Regions from separate parts of the Cricetulus griseus genome. Here region 2 is linked to region 1. A link is a contact called in public Micro-C data. All regions are on one chromosome and are shown on one strand. Each heading gives the region's core, a stretch centred on a gene start, on an enhancer-like site or on the middle of the called end of the contact. The rest is flanking DNA. Distances are from core to core; before and after follow the strand shown. Region 1 has its middle 25 kb from the start of Cpn2. Region 2 overlaps Opa1 (dynamin-like 120 kDa protein, mitochondrial).

Region 1 (5,748 bases), core at 1,619-4,118:
TGTGAGAGGAAAGTTCTTTGCATGGATGATAATCAAGGTGAGTATCAAGGATTGTCAAGTGCCATGTGTAAAGGACTTTGCAGGTGCAGGTTCCTGGGCTGTCTCCCCCAGGTTCTTATGAACAGGTTGGAACAGGCACAGGAACCAGTTTCAATAGCCAGAGGCTTATCTCTTTGAAGTCTTGGTTCAAATGTCATTTGTACAGTAAGAACCCTCCCAACTGCTACATTTAAAATTACAAAAAGCCAGGTATGGTGGTGCACATCTGTAAGCCCCGCACTGGGGAGACTGAGGCAGGAGGGCCCCTGCAGGGGTTAAGGCACTACATACACCCTGTCTCAAAACAAAATTAATACATGCATGCATATATACATACATACATTTACAACCAACATACTTTCTCATTAGCCTCATACCTAATGTTCTTTCATTTTCAAATTACTGTTACTTTCTACTATGCTATGCAATTAACATATTTTCCATACCATTTATTGGTTCCCCCCAATCTAAATAGACAGTCTATGAGGGAAGGGATGAATTGCCTTAGTTACTGCTAAATCCCACAAGCCTGAAGCAGGGCCTGCCCTATCAACTATTTGTTTCAAACAACTGCCTGAATGAGAAAGTGATGCTATTGCAAGTGGCCGGAGAGACTCTCACTGCCAGAAACTCTGATCCAGAAAGTGCACGAGCTTAGGCACCAGCTAACCATGAGTTGGAATACCCACTACACTCGGGGCTGTTTCTCTGAGTGAACAGGAGAGGCATCACCCACCCAGAGCCAGTTCCTCTCCCTCCAATCATCAGACAAAGCTGTGCAGGCATGGCTGAGGACCACAGTTCAGATCTGAGGTACCCTGTCAGGCTTGCCTGCTGCAGACTGAGCATCCCTCCCCAAACATCTGAGAGTAGGTCCCAAGGACTTGTGCCACCTCCACCAGGAGGGACATAAAATGTGGGGGGGTTGACTGGAATGGAGCCATGATTTCCTGGCAGGGTTCCTGGAATAGGTGCCTGAGGTTACAGGGTCTCCTTTCTCTGAGCTTTAAGGGGGAAAAAAAGATTTGGGAGCAGAAAGACACAACTGAAAATGTCTTCGCAGTCTCAACAAGACATGGCACACTCTGACAAAAAAAAAAAAAAAGAAAGAGTGGGGTCAGGGTGTCCATCCACAGGGAAGAACACTAGTGGGGACACCTGGCTCTATGTCCAGAGCCTGCACCCAAGGTCCAACTGGACTGCCGATTGTCCCATGACCTTGAGCCAGTGCCTCTCCTAATGTCCCCTCAGTTACCAACAAAACCCAGCACAGAGTTCCATCCTCCTGAGCTGTTGTTTCATAGACATCATTTCCAGCTGGGCTTTGGCCAAACACATGGCCAAGCCAGCAGGGAAACTTGTCCCAACTGGTGGCTGCCCAAGTTTTCCTGGTTAGCCCCTAGCCCCACCTGAGAGCCTTCATTTAGGAGTCCACATTAGAGGAAGCACAACTCATTCTGATATACAGTATCTATCCCCTGCCCCTGTTATCAGACCCCTCATCCCATCACACACACACACACACACACACACACACACACACACACACACACACTAGGTGCCTGACAAACCACCCCCCTCTGAGCCCGTAGCTGTTTTCTGCCCATTAGCCTAGGCCCAGTCTATGACATTCTGGGGTGGCCCCGTCTCTGACACCCTGAGGTTAGGCAGAGCTCTGAGATGACATTGCTCATTTGGATTCTAGGAAGGATGGCTGTTCTTCAAATTAAACCAGTTCTCTCTGGACCCCCGCCACCGCTCCCTCCCTCACTGCTGGCCCTGGGGAGAGCTTTGAACAATTCCGTAGAAAAGGAATCTGCCAGGAGGCAGCTGTGTGACTCTGAGGAGTTCCTTTTAATCTCTTTGGCCTCAGTTTCCCTGGACTGGACCTGCTCCACCAGCTGTCTGGACTGAGGACAGCAAGTGGGGTGGGCTTCATAGGAGGAAACCAGGCCCTGGAAATGAGGGCAGGGGCAAGGAAGGAAGCTCACAGCCTCTTCAGTTGCCACTCCTCTTCTGTCCCCTGAGAAGTAGGCTCTGAGGAAACTGTCAGGGCAGGGCAGCATGCATTCTCCAGACCAGGGGTGGGCAAGCTTCTTTTCCCCACATGGCTTGTCTCCAGATGAGGCCTCACACCAGGGAAGGCAGAATATCAAACAGATGGGAAGGTGGGTGGGATGAAGAATAAAGTGGAATATTTATGATAAAGGTCACTCTAGCAGCCTGCTGGGACCCCCCTCCCCCCGGAGGGATGATGTCCCCAGCCTGCTAAGAAGCTAAACAGGGACCCTTCTTTCCAGGATAAAGCCCCATCCCTAAAAATAGAGTCCTTTAAAAAAAAAATCAAAACCCAGAAGCAAGCCTCAGCTCCCACCCCTATAGACATCAAAGGTCCCTTACAAAAGGGCCCTGCTTTATATGTCACAATACTAGAGGCAACCCCGGTGTATGAAAACCTTTATTATTTAGACCCACACAGCTCAGTTAAGGGCTGAAGGAAAAGAGAGAAACCATGAAAGGGAAAGGCAGAAGCTGGTTTCTGCAGTCCCTCGGCTTGTGGAACTTGCTGGGTGGGAGGCTCAGAAGGGGACACGGAACCTAAAGGAGCGAAGTTGGAACGGGCAGCAAGGGTCAGGGCGCAGCTCCAGAGGTGAGCCCGAGTCCTGGAGGAGACAGAGAGCGAAGCTGGTAGAGTGAAGCAACCTGTGCCGGGAGGCTGCAGGCGTTCCCCAGCACCGGCACATCACTAACGTCAAGCGCGGCTAAGCAGCCGCCAGCACTAATTAGGTGCAGATGCAGGCGCAGTGCAAGCCTGGGCCAGGAGCGGCTCCCGGAGGCGCGCGCTCCAGGCGCAGCCACCGCCTCTGCAGCAGGGACCAGCAGCTGCCCGGAGCCCAGAGCTTCCCCGCGGCACCACGGCGCCCCCTCACGGCCATCTCAGGTGGAGAGCCTGCGGAGAACCGCGGAAACAACCACCGGGAGCCTGGGATGCCTGAGCCTTTAGTACATCCCACGCGCATTCTGATTACCTAAAGCGTGTTTTAAAATCCTGACGCCTCGTCGTATCCCATGCTTATTAAATTTGTATATGGGAGTTGGATTCAGACACCAGGGTTTCAAAAACTCTCTCTGTAGGAGATTCCAGTCCACAGCAAAGTTCAAAAGCAGCTGTCCTACAGCGGTAGTTCTGAACTTGAGCTGCATTGGAACAACCTGGGGGCCAGACAGCATGAGGCATGGACTGCTGGGGCGACACCCTGGAGTTTCTGATGCCATAGGTCTGTGGCTGGGTCTTGTGAATGAGCTTTCACTCCCCAGGACATAAGCGGGGCTGGCAGAGATTGAGCGCTGGCTGGGAGCTTGCTAGAAATTCAGGCTAAGAGGCCACCTTCCACCTGCTAATCACGATGTTTTGACACACACGAGTGAGTCCTCTGATATCACGGCTGAGAAGCGCTATTTTAAGCACTGTTTGGTCAGAGCTCACACACCAAGCTGGCAGGAGTGCTTCTCCTGACACCCCAAGAGTGGCAGATCTGCCGGCCAGATAGGACTTCCCAGATTCTTGGATCCAATTATCTTGAACATTGGATGGAAGAAACTGAGACCCAAAGGATAGATGCCCCAGAGCCTGGGTTTCAGGGTGACTCATTGTCCCTGTGGTCTCTGATCCGTCTCCATCAGTCAGGTAGCAAATTGACATGGGCTGCCTCTGCCTTGCCTCTGCTCTGCTTCATAGAAGGGGCTGAGGAAGCAAGTCAAGACACGGGAAAATGGCAGCAGAGAGTGGGAGGTAAGCAGGTGTACAAGGCAGCAGTTTAGAGGTTCTGTCAGCTTCTGACCCTCCCTGCCTAGACTCACAGCCGTGATCACCTGCTTGTAACTGTTCTTCTGAATTCCCAGGGATGGATGAACAGAAGCAAGTCTATAGCACTGAGCATCCTGTCCCCAAAGGGAGCTCCAGCCACAGCATATGGTGGGTTTCCATCTTTTTTGTAGTTGTCGTCCAGTTTTTTGGCTAAGTGTTGAGTGGCCATACAGTTGAGGCCTCTGGACCAGGGTGGGGGATGTCCTACTGTTTGGCCAAAAGAGGAAGGAAGATGGGTGGGGCTAGGAGAAGAGGAGAATGCTGGGTAGAGAGGCAGAGAGGCACCGTGAGAGATGCTATGTAGCAGAGGAAGGAGTAACAGGTCCAGACCCTTCTCTGGTAAGCCAAGACCCCGTGGAAATACATGGATTTATAGAAATGGGTTAATAATTAAGACAGAGCTAGCCAATAAGAAGCCCTAGCGATCGGCCAACAATTTAGAAATTAATATATGTCTCTGTGTGCTTATTTGGGGCTAAAGCTGTGGTGGGGCCAGATGGGAAAGAAACTCCAGCAATAGGACCATTATTCTTGTGGGTAGTCTCGGGGGAACACGGAGGCATAGAATGGTTCTTTTTTGATCATAGTATAGAGCCCATGTAAGAAGCTAAATAAACACATGAATACCCATGCATAACTTCATACATCTGGAGAGTTCAGTGTCCACAAAGGAGTAGGTGGGTACTTGAGAGACACTTGTATGGCCCAGGAATACCAGGGTAGGCTTCCTAGAGATATGATGGCTATTACAAAAGGGGCATTGTAGATGCTGGATGAGAACAACATTAGTGTTATTCTGTTATTTCGCTGCTCTGCTACTTCACGTTATAGTTTTATTGCCATGACCAAGGCAACTCTTCCCCCCACCCCCCCACCCCCACCCCCCCCACCCCCCACCCCCCCACCCCTCATCCCCTACCCCCCCACCCCGGCAACTCTTTTAAAAGAAAGCACTTAACCAGAGGTTTGCTTAGAGTTTTAGAGGTTTAGTCTATCATCATCATGGTGGGAGGCAGACGGACATGGCTCTGGAGCAGCAGCTGAGAGCTTTACATCCTGATCCACAGGCAGCAGGCACAGGGAGAGAGAGAGAGAATGGGCCTGGTGTGGGCTTTTGAAACCTCAAAGCCAGTGACACACCTTCTCCAGCAAGGCCACACCCACTCCAAATCCATACCTCCTAATCCTTCCCAAAGAGTGCCACCCCTAGTGACTAAATATATGAGCCTATGGGGACCATTCTCATTTAAACCACAACAGGGCCCTAGTCACTCCCCTATCCTGTCTGCAAAGAGCCAGGAGTGCGTGAGCCTCACAGCAAGACTGATAGCTGTAAAGAGGACGTCTGCCTGGAAGAAGGACTCATAACAAGATGGCCGAGGCTGAAGAGAGACAAGGGTTCTGGAGTTACAAACTTTTTCCAGGATCCGACAGAAAGCCACCTACACTACAATGTCGGTTGTGAAGATGATGGAAGCTTCAGGAAGACTGAGTCTTTCCGGAGGCCAGCATGTTACCAAGCTTTGACTGTAGGGAATGAAATGAGGACATACTGCTCCAAGGTGTGGTTGAGGAGAAGGTTTTTATTGTAGACATGAGGGAGCGTGCAGCCAGAGGCATCCAGAAGAATCCAGAGCAGAGAGAGAAAGTTGTATATTGAACATGGCCAGCAGACTGAAATGGATGGGAGGATGGGAGGGGGGAGGCTGAGGAAGAGGAGAGGAGGAGAAAGACAGAGGGAGGGAGGGAGAGAGGGTCAGGTAGAGGAAATGAAAGAGGGGAGAGAGAGAGAGAGAGAGAGAGAGAGAGAGAGAGAGAGAGAGAGACTCAAGAGAACATGT
Region 2 (5,748 bases), core at 2,138-4,637, 600 kb before region 1:
AACTCCTAAAAGTAAATGTTGTATCAACTAACTTCTCAGGGGTCAACGTGTCATAATGTGTCGGTTTTCCTTTTCTCATTTTAGATTAAGGATACTTGGCATCAAGTTTATAGAAGACATTTCTTAAAGACAGCTCTAAATCACTGTAACCTTTGTCGAAGAGGTTTTTATTACTACCAGAGGCATTTTATAGATTCTGAGGTAGGTTTTAGCAACAATTGTTGAAAGATGGTAAAAAGTAAACTTCAGCTTTACTATTAACTTTTAAGCCCTTGAGCATCTGGGAAAAAAGAATGTGTAACTTAAAGAATAACCTTTTATCTTTTCAGAGATTTGCCAGTTTAGAAATGACTGCCTTTCATGTGTATCGTCAGGGGTAAAGAAGGGGGTGGGGAAGGTGTAGTCATGTGTACCCTAGGGTGACTTGAAATGTTTGTATGTTTTTCTATAAGGGGAGGATGTGTATAGAGCATAGGCACCCACATGTGTGGTGGGGACCATATAGTAAAACTACTTTGTTATGCATTTTTTAAGTGTCATGATCCTTTTCTCACATCACTGACATTTTGCTTTAAAAAAAAAAAAAAAAAAAAAAACTAGTTCTTGTAATGGACATAGCTCTCACACCTTTTAAAGTAACCCCTAGGTGGCAGCAGACCGCTATTTTTCGAGCATTTTCTTACAAACAAAAATGCTTTAAAGTAGCCATTGAGAAAGCTCTGTTAATCTATGTTGTTATTAAGTTGAAGCTTCTAAGTGCTTCCCTGGTTTATTTCAGCTCAAAGGAAACTTGTATGTATTATTAGATAAGCGCTGATATTTTTAGTAAGACTTAGGAAATAGGTTCTATGTGTTGAATAAAGGCTTTGTTTTTAAGTTTGCATCTGATCTTAACTGTTTGCTACTTCAGCTGGAATGCAATGATGTGGTCCTGTTTTGGCGAATACAGCGCATGCTGGCTATCACTGCCAATACATTAAGGCAGCAGCTCACAAACACTGAAGGTAACTCCTAAAAACAAGATTGATTAGAAAACCTCAGATCGGAATTAATAAAAGTGAAATTACAATTAGAAAATGACAGGGATAAAAGATGCTGTGTATCTACTTCCATTAGATAAAAATTATGATAAAAAGAGTGGCGTCCTGAGCATTGCTTTGTGTTTTGGAATCTGTCTGTCTCTTCAGTGTTATGGCTTAAGAGCATATGAGCCAGATTTATGCTGATAAATGTACTAGAAAGTGAGAAGTGTGAATTCAAGTGTAGAACTAACATGGTGATACAGATTTTCATTGTATGTGGAATTTTTGTTTTTTTCATTCTATACATTGTTTAAAAACAGTGCTCTTCTGGGTTTTTACTTACTTTGAACAGTTAGGCGACTAGAGAAAAACGTTAAAGAGGTATTAGAAGATTTTGCTGAAGACGGTGAGAAGAAGATTAAATTACTTACTGGCAAACGGGTTCAGCTGGCTGAAGATCTGAGTAAGTACTTCCTCCCACCCCAGCCTCCTGGATCCCTTCCCCTTCCCCATGGCTCTTCACCCATTTAATCTCCAGCTTAAAGGAAAGTTGCAGCTACCTAGGAAGAACTTGTTTCTTCTGCAGTGTTAAAATACAGCATTGACCTAAAATCTTACCACTTGCAAATACTTGAATATGTGTTTCCTAAGAATAAAGCTTTTTCTCCTAGCAACTTCCAAAGTTAGAGTGTCACTTAGACTCTTTCATCTCTTAACTACTCAGTATTGTCTTACCATATAACATGATGTTCCAAGCTTGCTTGCTTCCTTCCTTCCTTCCTTCCTTCCTTCCTTCCTTCCTTCCTTCCTTCCTTCCTTCCTTTCTTTCTTTCTTTGTTTCTTTGTTTCCTTCTTTCCTTCTTTTTCTTTCTTTCTTTGTCTCTTCCTTTCTTTCTAAGAATGGTATTTAGAACCAGGCGGTAGTGGCACACACCTTTAGTTCCAGCATTTGGGAGGCAGAGTCAGGTGGATCTCTGTGACTTTGAGGCCAACCTGGTCTACAGAGGTAGTTCCAAGACAGAGAAACCCTGTCTTGAAAAAAAAAGAATGGTATTTAAAAATCAAGATCTGAGAACTAGAAACAGTTGTTGTTAGTGGCATATGAGCTCCCAAGGTTCCTCAGTAGAGAGTGAGTGAGTGTGTGTGTGTGTGCGCGCACATACAAACACATATCCATTCCTAATTGTGTGTATCTATCAAAGACTCTGGAGTGGATGCTGGTGCTTGCAAGTTGTGTCCAGTTCTGTCTCGTTTGTTCTTGGCTTTGCTATTTCCCCGCACCTGTAACTCCTCACATAATGAGAAACAGCTTCTAGATTCCTTAACATAGTTACTATTCTGATCAGTCCTCTTAATGTATAACCAAACTTTTGCTGCCCCCTTCATTGCAAAAGTTGTTTTTTTCATCCAGCTTGGACCCTTGGCCATCCTGTACCAGATCACCAACACAGTGCCTCACCCTGTGCAGGTGCAATTTTTACCGTGCAGGCTGTGACATTATGAAGAGGCTATACTTCTTCATGGAGTTCTTCCACACTGCTCATGCTCTGATGTTTGTGTCCACACTCTCTCCATCTCATCTTTCTCATATTCTCTCCCTTCCCCAACTCCTGAGTCCTCTCCCCTGAAGCCAGAGCAGTCTTTATGCTGCTTGTAGTCCAGCACCCTGCATCAGGTTACCCCACACAGATGTGCATCTTGGGACCAGGCTGTCAACACCCTGTTAACCCCAGTTCTTAAATGTCAATAAGTTCTTAGCATGGAGACTTGCTTGGATCTTTTCGAGCCCAAGGTGACAAGAGAAGCATCAACATTATTACGTAACTCTGGATAGTCAGTACACTGTCAGAGTCTACCTAGTTATAAGTGTCCCTTCTTTGAACTTATGAAACAAACTGTCCTTTCAGGATGTACTTAAATCTGTATGCTTTCTGTCATGAGAGAAAGCAAACACTGAGTAGGAAGAAGCTTTTCAAGTTGGGGAACAGTTTGTAAGCTAAGTTTGTAGTTCTGCAATCAGTCACGAGGATGTCCAAAAGTAGCAGGTGGGGTTTCCTGGTTTTGTGCTCATGCCTCAGCGCTGCTCTTTCTTCTTTCTCGTCTGCAGTGCCTCATCCTGTTACCTTTGTCTGGCTGTCTGAGCTTCCGTTGCTTTCTCATGGCACTCTTGCTTTATTCTTCTTTTTATTTTTTAAATATATCTCATTTTATTTATTTCCATTCCTGTCATGTTTGGCTGTTGGTTAAGTGTGTGCTGCTGCAGAAGCTCAGTATGCAAGCCTGATCTGTTGTTATCTGTCTATTGTGTCATACATATGGAGTCCTCAAAGCCCTTCTTTACTGGTAAGATGCCTATGTGATGCATAGGGAGGTCCATTCAGCACGCCTTCGGAAGTCCCTGACTCATAATTCCATGCTGTTTGTACTGTTACAGGAAAAGGCTTGTCATTGTCACAAGTGTGTACAATTTCTATGCCCCTCAGGACATAGTTAGAAGACTGTGGATTACTTAAATGAATTTTACCTGCTTCTACATTTTTAAGTGACAGAAAAACAATGTGCTTTTTCATGGCTTATAATAGAGCCTGTGCAGTTACCTACTACTCTCCAGTTGTAATTTGTTTATTTAAAGAAAGTATATTAGTAACTCAGAAATGTGCTCTGTCAAGCAAAGTTCCATGTTCTGGTACTTTTCCTAAGAAAGCAGTCATATGACCTCCTTGAAGTGATTTGTGACTTTTGTGCAAATAGAGTTATGGTGTTAATGTTCCAAATAATGTTCTTAATGCAGTGGTTTCACCCATGACTCAGCTTCATCAGTCACACTAACGGAGATGAGCCATGACCGCCCTGTAGTTTGAAGAGTCCTGAAAGCGCCTTTTCCTTACTGTTTCTCTTCAGTCTAAGGACTGGGAATATAGTCATAGACGCTTTCCGCCAGTCTACTCTCTAGGTTTATTAGTCATGGCTGTATTGTAGGGAACAAGGTATCTAGTATTGCAGATGCATTTAGGATACAGTATTGAGGCAATTGAGAGAATTAACTATAAGTTGTAAAGAGTGGTGTCACATAGAATTTACTAAAATGTCAGTAACATTCATGTTTTGCCGGTCATAAATTTACCTGTCTTTCAGTCATTCATCTCTTTGGATAGTCACCAACTGATTGTTCATTAAAGTGTGATTATAAATAAGTAGTGCATTATTCTCTCACCATTCACTATTGTTCTCTACCAAAGTAGAGAGTGAGACTATGGTTAGGATGAAAGCACACTTCTTGTGTGAGGGGACTTGTTAAAGAAGCCAAGACTCTTTGGACACACAGTGGTTTCCATAGCTGGAGCGTGGGAAGGACAGGATGAGCAGGGACACTTTAGAGTAAGAAGTCAGGATGTATTTGTTGAAATGTGATGTGTCTGTGTCACCTGATACAGGCACTGTTTGATCTGCAGCTGGCTAGACTCAGGATATTAAGACAGTGACAGGTTGTAGCTTATTGAATGAAACACAAATCCACGAATTTTGGAATTATATCGGGAGGAGATGCAAGTAGTGATGAAGAATAGAATGTTTATCTTATCATCCAAAATATTTCAATAGGAAATACCTATTAAAAATAGCTTTCAAAGAAAATAGCTATTATTTTTAAAGTGAAAGGTAAATAACTGTGTCCTGGAGAAACCTGAGCAATATTGTCAAATCTAAATCATATGGCCAAATCAAAAAGTCCTATGCCACCTTATGGGATGCACTGAGAGAGGCCATGCTTCCTAAAGATACATGCCCTTAGTGTGAGAGTACATCAGAAACCCAAGGTAAAGGATCCTCTACAGAATGAGTAGCTGGCCTGCAGTTGTTAAATGCATCAAAGACAAGGCAGGACTAGAGAACTAGTCTACATTGACAGCAACTAGGAGACCTAAAATACCAAATCTGTTCCAAGGGCATCAGCAGGGCTTCAGAAAGCCAGGCAGCTGTATCCTGGAAAGACTACATCAGTGTTGGTTTTTTGGTTTTGTTTTTGTTTGTTTGTTTGTTTTTTGATTTTTTTGTTTTGTTTTTTCTTGTTTGTTTTGTTTGTTTTTCAAGACAGTTTCTCTGTATTGCTTTAGAGGTTGTCCTGGAACTCTGCTCTATAGAGCAGGCTGACCTCTAACTCACAGAGATCCGCCTGTCTCTGCCTCTGCCTCTGCCTCCCAAGTGCTGGGATTAAAGGCGTGTACCATCACCGCCAGGCTCCAAGTTATTCTTTCTATTCTTTGTGTACACAGAGTCAGCCAAGATTTAAAGGGATATTTGCAATCATTTAGACAGCTTGTTCTGAGAAAGGATTCTTTTCCCATTTATATTATGTTTCTTTCTAACTGTCTATCAAAACATGAAGTTGTTTATGAATGTGAACTGGTATTTGTGCACTTGTCTTGGGCCAGAAAATTGCTTTCCATAAGTTCTCACTGGGGTGTCCACTGCAGCCTTTTGAAGTAACCATACCTATTTTTCTCATTTTAATGATTAAGAAATGGCAGCTTAGAAACACATAGTATCTGGTCACAGATTTTTTTAATTTATTACAGAGAGAGAGAGGGAGAGAGGGAGAGAGAGAGAGAGAGAGAGAGAGAGAGAGAGAGAGAGAATATGCCCTTTGTATTGGGATGTGTACATAGTGGCATGTCCTCCATCTTTCTTGCTGTGTACAAAGCTGTGGAACTAAGGCTTTCACTCTGTA

Evidence for each region. A called contact is a pair of places that touch in the nucleus more often than the background predicts.
Region 2: a Micro-C map of the CHO-K1 cell line shows a contact between it and region 1, with 7 times the contacts expected there. The contact joins two enhancer-like sites. A contact is called at or near these places in 5 of 8 Hi-C or Micro-C datasets (the CHK-Q cell line, the CHL-YN cell line, the CHO-K1 cell line and 1 more).

What each region holds. Positions count from the first base shown.
Region 1 is chr4:59,231,416-59,237,163 of CriGri-PICRH-1.0, reverse strand. No RefSeq gene overlaps it. Among named protein-coding and RNA genes, the nearest start is that of Cpn2, 25 kb to the right of the region's middle. Within about 2 kb of position 2,868, at least 4 of the 6 cell types and tissues checked have open chromatin away from gene starts, as enhancers often do. A contact at or near this core is called in the CHO-K1 cell line, where this site is marked.
Region 2 is chr4:59,829,415-59,835,162 of CriGri-PICRH-1.0, reverse strand. It overlaps Opa1 (dynamin-like 120 kDa protein, mitochondrial), which reads left to right. Exons shown (of 31, transcript XM_027412916.2): 27 at 85-201; 28 at 911-1,004; 29 at 1,375-1,485. Among named protein-coding and RNA genes, the nearest start is that of Opa1, 53 kb to the left of the region's middle. Within about 2 kb of position 3,387, at least 1 of the 6 cell types and tissues checked has open chromatin away from gene starts, as enhancers often do. A contact at or near this core is called in the CHO-K1 cell line, where this site is marked.